3 separate regions of the Hordeum vulgare genome follow, and all the other regions are linked to region 2. The links are chromatin contacts, called in public Hi-C maps. All regions are on one chromosome and are shown on one strand. Each heading gives the region's core, a stretch centred on a gene start, on an enhancer-like site or on the middle of the called end of the contact. The rest is flanking DNA. Distances are from core to core; before and after follow the strand shown.

Region 1 (2,846 bases), core at 109-2,608, 200 kb before region 2:
AAATTCTCGAAAAAATAAAAATAAAAATTTCTTTACCTAAAATATTAGGAATTTCACAGGATGTCGAAAAAAATGAGGTGTTCACAAAACAAATTGTGTTTTCAAAACATGTTTGTCCTTTTCAAAAAAATATTTACCCATTCATACTTTTTGAAAAGATCAAAATAAAAAGAGATAACCAGAAAACCAGTTTGCTACACTGAACCGATGACTATAGTAAACCGTCTTGGTACAGAACCTCCGGTTGCTAGTGTCGATGTACCACTATAGTAGCCTGTTTGGTACAGTTTCCGCTGCAGCTTCACTGGGCTAGCCCTGTCGAAGGGATGTCCTGTGCATCGGGTGTTTATTTGACGCAAAATGCATCAAATTGGAGATCTTGACGAAGCCCACGTGGAAACCAGTAATCACCTTGAATGTAGAGGGTCAGCCCAAATTGGTATGCGGCGTCTGCGCGTTATTTTGACTCCACGAGAGTGAGATAGGATTTGCTAGTTCTCAACGGAGTCCCAGCGCATATCACTTCGGGCGCTACTGAAGTGGATGTGTCCCAACGCTATCACATGTCGCACGTTGGGCGCACCCGCGGGAATGTGTTTTTTTCCTGCGCCCAATGGATGTTGCAAGGTTTTGTGACCTCTTTTTTTCTTTCGAAAAATTTGCTACGTTCAAGAGATATAACATTCAGATAATGAATGTATATAAAACTCTAAGCTTGTGATAGTATACACATGCAGTACATCATTTATCATGAGCGAATAAGGTGGGAGTAAACTTTGCGAATGATACCTCTTAGTCAGTGATTCCGAGTTCTCAAACGAGAGTGTGCATTTTCTTCTTCTTCACTTTACGCATGGTATTCGGGCCGCGGTCACCTGGTCCTCGAATTCCATAATTCCTGGTGGACCGGCAAAAGAATTTACAGTTCTATCGACATCCATCGATTCTGAGGCAATGATCAAGCGCAGCGACGGGAACGCGCGCTTGTTTGTTCCCAGCCTCTGCTTTCAGCCACCCACCTGATCTGATCGGTACACGCTAACAACACTTGGGAAAGAGCCTCAACTGGCAAAGCGGCAATCAGGGATGAACAGCCTCCTCTGCCCCCTACTGACCAACACCACCTCTCCCAGGGCTCGGACCCGTGCCGCACCCTCATCATTATCATCGCCACTTCGCCGCCGAGACCGGGCGCGCGCTCTACGTACAACGGTACTCCGACCGACCGCCCGGCGAGCGAGTTCATTGACGTTTTCGTCGTCGCCCGCCCGTCCGCCCGCTCGTCGTCGTGGAGCGGGACAGGGAAGAGGCAGCTAGCGCCACGTCCGGACGTGACCGCTGATCGGCCATGCGTTTGTCTTGTGAGCCGTGTCCTGTCTGTGTATATCGTCGGTGCGGATGGACGTATGCGCGCTCTAACGGTTTACCCTAGGCTAGCTAGTGAACAATACTGTTCAAAGCCGGGAATCACAGGTTTACCCAAGTAGCCTAGTACTACTTCTACGTGTGATCTCTATATATTGTCTCTCTAGCTGAACGTACCACTTCTACTACTCCCACTGACTGCAGTGCTTTGTTAGTTGGTCAATTGTGATTTCGACGGGCGGAAAGCCTTCATAGGTAGCTACGGCATCCAGTTGTTTCCACATCCAGAAACTTCACTCAGGTAACGAGGCCACCAAGCACTTAATCTAAGAAGATCTGAAAAAAGAAATTGCAAAAGGAAAAAACTAAATCTAAGCTTCTGCTCTACATACTAGTATGTATAATTAATTGATACGACACGTACACGCTCACGCTTCTGCCTTTTCCGGCGATCTACGATACACCGAAATATAGTTAAATCACGATGTACACTGTGCAGACATGTCAATTAGTTGGTCGCTCCATGAAAAGAAGCAGGACCATATATAGAGACGCGCATGTACATACGTAAGGATTGACATGTACGGCCTACCGATCAACGACTCAAGTGATGCGTCGCGTACCGACGGTGACCTGACACCATTACACAAGATACGATCACTGCTCATCCCTGTACGCGTCCGTATTTGTTTACTTTTTTTCGCTTTGTTTCTAAGCGTAATAATGTAGCCCGTGGAAAAGTATAGTTTCAAAAAGCGTCGGTTGAGTTGTGTACCGTTGTACTACCAGTCTACCACGAGCCCATAAGAGTATATACAACGGAAAGTGCATGCAGCGGCCGAGCTATTTGTTTATTTATTTCAGAAACAAACGCCAATTTCACATCTCAAAAAGTTCGGTTAAGATGTGTACACATGACAAATATTTGTAGTATACATGAACAAAATTTCATGAACACATATGTTCATATGTGATGTACTTACAAAATATAAAGATTAAAATGGGCTTCTTCTTTGTTGCATTTTGGTCAGATATTTGCCTTCTTTGCATAGCATACAAATAATCCAATTAGTTGATCAAACATTATACATACTTGAAGAACATGTACACACTTCAAGTATGTATGAAATTTGATCAAGTAATTTGTCTATATGTTCTTCAAGTATAAATAAAGTTTCATCAACTAATTCGACTATTCGCAAGCTACACAAAAAGGGCTCCATGGAGCGAGTCCTTTGCAACGACCGCTTTCATATGTACAATGCATATGAAATAATGAAAACATACTCAATGGCTGCATTCATCCATGTCTCGCAAGAGAAAAAAATGTGCACGAATGAAAAGGAGATACAATAATCACGGTTTTCCCGGATTTTTTAAATAAGAATTTTGCTTCGTTATAACCCCCTAAAAGTTTACACGAGTTATAAAGTTACTTAAAAGGCTGTCACCATATTAACATGTGGATCAAACATATTAAA
Region 2 (2,807 bases), core at 123-2,622:
ATGATACCGTATCATATTAAATATTGTGATACTATGTGTCATGGATGGCAATAATTAAATTATTCTATGATACTAACATACTCCCTCCTTTCCGGTTTAGGCATGTGTCAATGCATCGTTTCTTAACACGTTATCATAGGAACATTATTAACTTAAAGGACTAATAACACAATGCATTGTTTCTTAAAGGTTGTCTTTAAATTTAATGATTTGGTGCTCGTGCATATATGTGATTTGGCTATTAACCATTTTTACCTATGGTGACGTGCAAATGATGTACCTTAGCTAAGATAGAACCCTAGTCTATCTCATCATTAATTAGTGTGACACATCAGCAAAATGCATATGAACCCGTGCTAAGAAACCTCCATTGGCACAGTCCTTATAGGCTTATCTCAAAATTTCAAATTTTCATTATATTAGGCTCATTTTAAGTCTAATTGAGTTAAAGTATTTTGAGCCCCACATCATATTTAATTCATAGAGATTAGAGAAAGAAAATTAATGGCTACACATGCATCTTTTTCTACACCCACCATGCAATTCCAATGAAAAAGAGGATGTACATTTATTGCCTCGAAAATTGAATATGTGAGAAATATTTTATTGGCTAGTTAAAACTAGTACCATCCATTCATAATTCACCTTGGTTGATGAGATTTTAGATTTGACCCCTATAAACAGTGGATGATATTATACATTACGGATGTAGTATCATACACCAGTATCATATCCATGATATTTGTATATGATACTTTCCATTACAACCAGCCTCACGCCTCACCCAAAGTCGAACTGCAGAGAAAATACTTGTCGTCATTGATTGCATTTAGGTTCAGAGTTAATTCGTTTTGCAGCGACGGTTTGCAAGACATTAATTACGGAATTTAATCAAGAAAATTATTTATGGAAGCAACTTCACTAATGATGCATACAACCCTTTTTGTTTAAGTAATGGACTAGGATCAAACACGAAGATCTATCAAAACGGCAAGATGGATGTCGTCTCTTCGACTCTTCGTTGTCACGTCAGCGCCAACTAGAGTGTGGGCCACAACGAAATATCCAGGACATTGACGTCTTTCGTGCAAACTAGATGTCAAGGATGTTGACGGTGATCAAATAAGATAAAATATGAAACTTTTCAAACCAAGGTTAATTTATGATTATGCTTGGAGAAAAGGTCAAAACAGTAATTTTGTCCCTCATGAAGCCATCTCTCATTTGCTCCAAGGACCCGTGCAACTGGAACCAATACCTGGCCTGGTGGCATCCGTGAAGGGAAAGCAGGAGGCAAGCAGAAGCAGGCAGGCCAACTGCGGCCAATGCCTGGCCTCTGTGGCCTCTGCCTCTCTCTGCCAATGAAAGTGAAACGTGGTGGGTTCACCTGGTGGCACGTTTCCTGTTCAACCTCAAGTATGTATCGTTCAATAAAGGGCGAGCGCAGGGATCCGAAAATGAGCGGCTTGGAGTTGCCACCACTTGCAGATGTTGGCACCCACAGTTGACTAGTGGACAAATTTCATGTCGCATCTGATGTGCAACGTCTTTGCAAGTGGCTGTACCTGTGCTGCATGGGATAATGCGTATTCAGACGATTTGATTGCACTGCAAGAATCAGCGAGTCTGTCCTGGCTGCTTATGTACAGGCCTAAAGCTTCCGGCGCTAAATACAAGGTGACAGGCAGGTGAGCACGATAGATCAACGAGCCATTGATTGTGCCTCTGATCAAATTATTCCACGCGGAACGATGGATGGAGATTGACTTGATGTTTTATGTTTACCGTCACATGCGTACTGTAGAGTACTCCTACTTGTACATACACTGTTGGACAGACTAAGTGGTTATACCTTAGCTTAGCTTAGGGCATCTTGAACGGTAATCCATAATTTTTTTCTGCATCCATTCACGTACAAGGATCAGTTCATGGATACGGATATGGAAGACCGTCATCCAACCATAGTCCCACATATCTAATTTTTTTTTTAAATCAAGTCTCCACAATCAAATAGTCGCATGCATAGGGTATAAACGTTCAAATAGCCGCATGCATCACTATTTTAGATTTATAAAAATTCAAATATTACAACTCAACAGTGTTGTTTTCTTTCACCGTCCACTGATGCTGAATCAGATCTTTCTTTAGCTGCTCATGAGTTGGTTGATGCCGAGTTTGTTGATGCATTTGAATAAACTTTTCAAATATGGTCGGATTTTGTTCCAAAAGTTGGATAGGATCACCTATGTTCTCAAATTCCAGAGTTGCGGCAGCATCTTCACCCTCATCCCCTATGATTATGTTGTGCATGATCACAAAATATGTCATCACCTCCCACAAGGTCTTCGGATCCCATTGTTTTGCACGTCCATGAATAACTGCAAAACGGGCCTACAGAAGTCCAAATGCCCACTCGACATTCTTTCTAGCTGCCGGGAGCCCTGTTGGAGCGCCGGAGGTGACAGAGACGTAGAATTTCGGCAGGGGTGTGGCGTGGTGGCCGGGGTGGTGGAGCGGTGACGGAGGTAAGAGAGAAGGAAGGATGGAGAGAAAATGAGGAGGAGGAGTCGCAGAGTCCGGGAATGATTTTGGGTGGGCCAGGGGTGTCGGATAGCGACGTTCCTTGTGTACGGAGTCATGCAAACCTCCCCCATTTTTGCCTCCGTTTGCGGAAGAAATCGCGTTCGAACCGCCCCACAGACTAAAACATGCCCGCGTTGGATGGATCTCGCGGTCCGGACGGATGCGTGAGGTTTGCGGGGCTGCCGTGGAGATGCCCTTAGCCATGCGAACAGAGTAAGAGCATC
Region 3 (2,947 bases), core at 284-2,783, 170 kb after region 2:
TCTAACTAAAAATATTGCCATGGTCTAAAATAATAAAATTGCCATGCTACTTACAATAAATTACCATGGTCTAACTCAAAAAATTGACATGGTCTAAAAAATGAATTTTTTTGCTGCCTATAAAAACACTACCACGATCTAATAAATAGTTAAATTATCGTGCTACCTACAAAATTTATCATGGTCTAAATAGTTAAATTGGCATGGTACCTACAATAGAACTGTCATGGTGTAATTAACAAAATTGTCATGGTCGAATTGAAATAATGACATGGTGTGTAAAATATATTTTCCATAGATACATGGACATTTTTTGCATATTTTTGCCACCTAATAAGAAAAGGAGAAACTGAGATTCAAACTCGAGTCTCCCGGTGGAGGCTTGAGGTGCTAGCCACTGCACTGGGCGGGTTTATTTGAATAGAAGAGCACGTGCACCATTTTTTGTGTTCTAGCGAGGGAGGTTCATAGTTGATGTGCCTCCTCTCCTCTGCTTTAAGATTCGTGCGGCCATCCAATGACGGGTATCCTATTCGTCGGAGATTGCCAAAAGATCGACGTTAGCTAGATAGCATTTTACTAAACTTTATGTTTGTCGGAGTCTTTTGTTTTTTACTTGCTTTCTGACATGTCTGTTCTGTTCCTATTTGCTGCTTAGGTTTGCATTTTACCGCGAGCTTCGTTGCAACAAGGGAACGGTGTTTGGTTTCATTTTACAGAAAATGGAATCGGGGATGTACCATTTCCCTCTAAATTCTAAGTGGTTGGGCTTTAAGCTCATGTAAAGTGACAAACATTGTAATAGATGCTACTTCCTCTGCCTTGGTTTCTAAAGCATGTGTGTCGTTTTAGGTTGATAATTTAACAAGTTAAATATGTATTATACTTCCTTCGTTTCAAAATTCGTATCTTAGATTTATCTAGATATTCATAGTCATGTTTTAGTATTTAGATACGTTCATTTCTAGAAAAATCTAAGACAAGAATTTTGTGACGGAGTGAGTATTTAATAAAAAAAATAAAAACTATATCCTCTTAAGAATTCAATGATATGTACTTTGAGTGACATATAACTTATATTTAATTAATTAAATTGATATCTAAAACGTCGTACACAATACACATGCTATAAACCGACACGTAGGGAGTAACATGGGATCGGCCGTAAAACTGCCCGTGATGCACCAATCTAGGACCATGCCCACCTGTCCGCCTTACCTGGGGGCTTGGTACGAATGTGATGGAACAGTGGTACGAGCTATAGCACGCAGTACACGACCGACCATATCTCCTCGGGATGCACGCAGCGTATTGCATCCTTTTGGGCAGAGGCCGGCGCAGCACGCTGTACGCGCCCATTGCTTTGCTTTGCTTGCTGGCCAGGCAGTGGCTCGCCGACCGTCCCTGGTCGCCTTGCTGTTCTGGTTTGTCTACTTGCTCCGGAGTGCTTTGCCCGCCTAGCCACTCTAGTGCTCCCTGGCCGGCCTCATCGCCGTACGTACGACGGCGTGCATGCATGGGCATGGGGGGTACGTCCGTACGTGCAACGATGCAGGCAGCTGGCCTGTTTCCTTTTCCTTTCCTCGCTTGCTTCGCGGGCACCTTGCCACTTGCAACTGCGACCCTGCAGCTGCATGGGTCGTACGTGGCTGAATCTGATGCATCATGCATGGGCTAGCTGTGTGGTGGCTCCCTCCCTCCTCACATAGACAGTCACCCATCGCCTTGCTTTCAACGGTGGAGCTAGTTTGATAGAGCATATAGTATCTATAGCCGATACATACATTCACTCACAGCATCTACGACTAGACCTTGCAAATTTGATCCCTCAAACACAAACGAACGCGTCCGGCGCGTCCGCGGACACTAAACTGTCACGTCTCAAATAATTCATTCTACATCCAAACATCTCATATTAGGATCCTCAAATCCATACAAAAACATGCAAGGTATGAAACCTACGTACTACGTAGAACTTATCTACTCCTCGTCGAAGATGTCGACAATCTCCGTGCCCTCCGACGAATAAATGACTGCGTGTCGCAGCTTCACCCCCTCCGGCTGCTCCGGTGGGGCCTCCTCCGCGTCCAGCTCGTCGAAAAGGACGCCGTCCTTCGCCTGCCTCTGTCGGATGAGCCGGCGGTTGGCCTCCACCACGGCCTCTTACCTGGTGGAATCCAGGATGGCCTGCTACTCCGCCATCTCCTTCGATTGGGAGACGGTGAACTCCGCCTCCACCTCCACCATGCTCAAGCCGGGAGCCTCCTCCTCCGGGTCGTCCTCCTCCATGGCCTCCGGCTGCTCCTCCTCCTCCTGCTCCGTCTTCGATGAGTCTAGAAGGAGACCCGCAGTGATGCGGGCGACGCAGCAAGCCTAGATATGCGCCTCAATTTAAAGGCACCGCTCCGGAGTGAGCTGCACGTAGGAGGTGATGAGCCGCCGGATCATCCTGACGGAGAGGGAACTACGAGAGGAGACGAACGGGCTTTGGTGGTGGCGAAGAGAAGGAAAAGGCGAATGAGCTAGGGTTGGTTGGGGGCGCCGACCGGCTTAAATAGCTGGGCCCGACCTCAGGCGGGGAACTGAAGCGGCGCCATGCGGCGTTCACACCGCGGTGACAATCAAGGCGCCCGAGTCCGCGTGGAGCCAAGTCGTCAGGCTGACATGACAGACGTGTCCGTACTCCTCCATATCCGTCCCATATTTGGGCTGGAAATGAGGGGGTGTCGGTCAACCCGGACGTTTGAGGCCAGTATAAGAGACCCGTGGGTCAAAATTTTAAGACCGGGCGTCATGTCCGGGCATTTAAGAAGGGTATAAGGGATCCGGTTGTAGATGATCTCATACAAGAAAGTTATAAGTTGGCTATAAGATTAGTATTTTTCTTATCTTCTTTTTATCTCTTTCTTCACATTTATTATATTCATCTCGAACTACGCACATAGCT

Evidence for each region. A called contact is a pair of places that touch in the nucleus more often than the background predicts.
Region 1: a contact with region 2 is called in a Hi-C map of leaf, with 5 times the contacts expected there. The contact joins two enhancer-like sites. A contact is called at or near these places in 4 of 6 Hi-C or Micro-C datasets (leaf and seedling).
Region 3: a Hi-C map of leaf shows a contact between it and region 2, with 3 times the contacts expected there. The contact joins two enhancer-like sites. A contact is called at or near these places in 3 of 6 Hi-C or Micro-C datasets (leaf and seedling) and 1 of 1 datasets of contacts at active chromatin or transcription factors (embryo).

What each region holds. Positions count from the first base shown.
Region 1 is chr4H:496,516,148-496,518,993 of MorexV3_pseudomolecules_assembly, reverse strand. No RefSeq gene overlaps it. Among protein-coding and RNA genes, the nearest start is that of LOC123449128, 12 kb to the left of the region's middle. Within about 2 kb of position 1,358, at least 3 of the 3 cell types and tissues checked have open chromatin away from gene starts, as enhancers often do. A contact at or near this core is called in leaf, where this site is marked.
Region 2 is chr4H:496,311,961-496,314,767 of MorexV3_pseudomolecules_assembly, reverse strand. No RefSeq gene overlaps it. Among protein-coding and RNA genes, the nearest start is that of LOC123449127, 130 kb to the left of the region's middle. Within about 2 kb of position 1,372, at least 2 of the 3 cell types and tissues checked have open chromatin away from gene starts, as enhancers often do. A contact at or near this core is called in leaf, where this site is marked.
Region 3 is chr4H:496,143,842-496,146,788 of MorexV3_pseudomolecules_assembly, reverse strand. No RefSeq gene overlaps it. Among protein-coding and RNA genes, the nearest start is that of LOC123449126, 12 kb to the right of the region's middle. Within about 2 kb of position 1,533, at least 3 of the 3 cell types and tissues checked have open chromatin away from gene starts, as enhancers often do. A contact at or near this core is called in leaf, where this site is marked.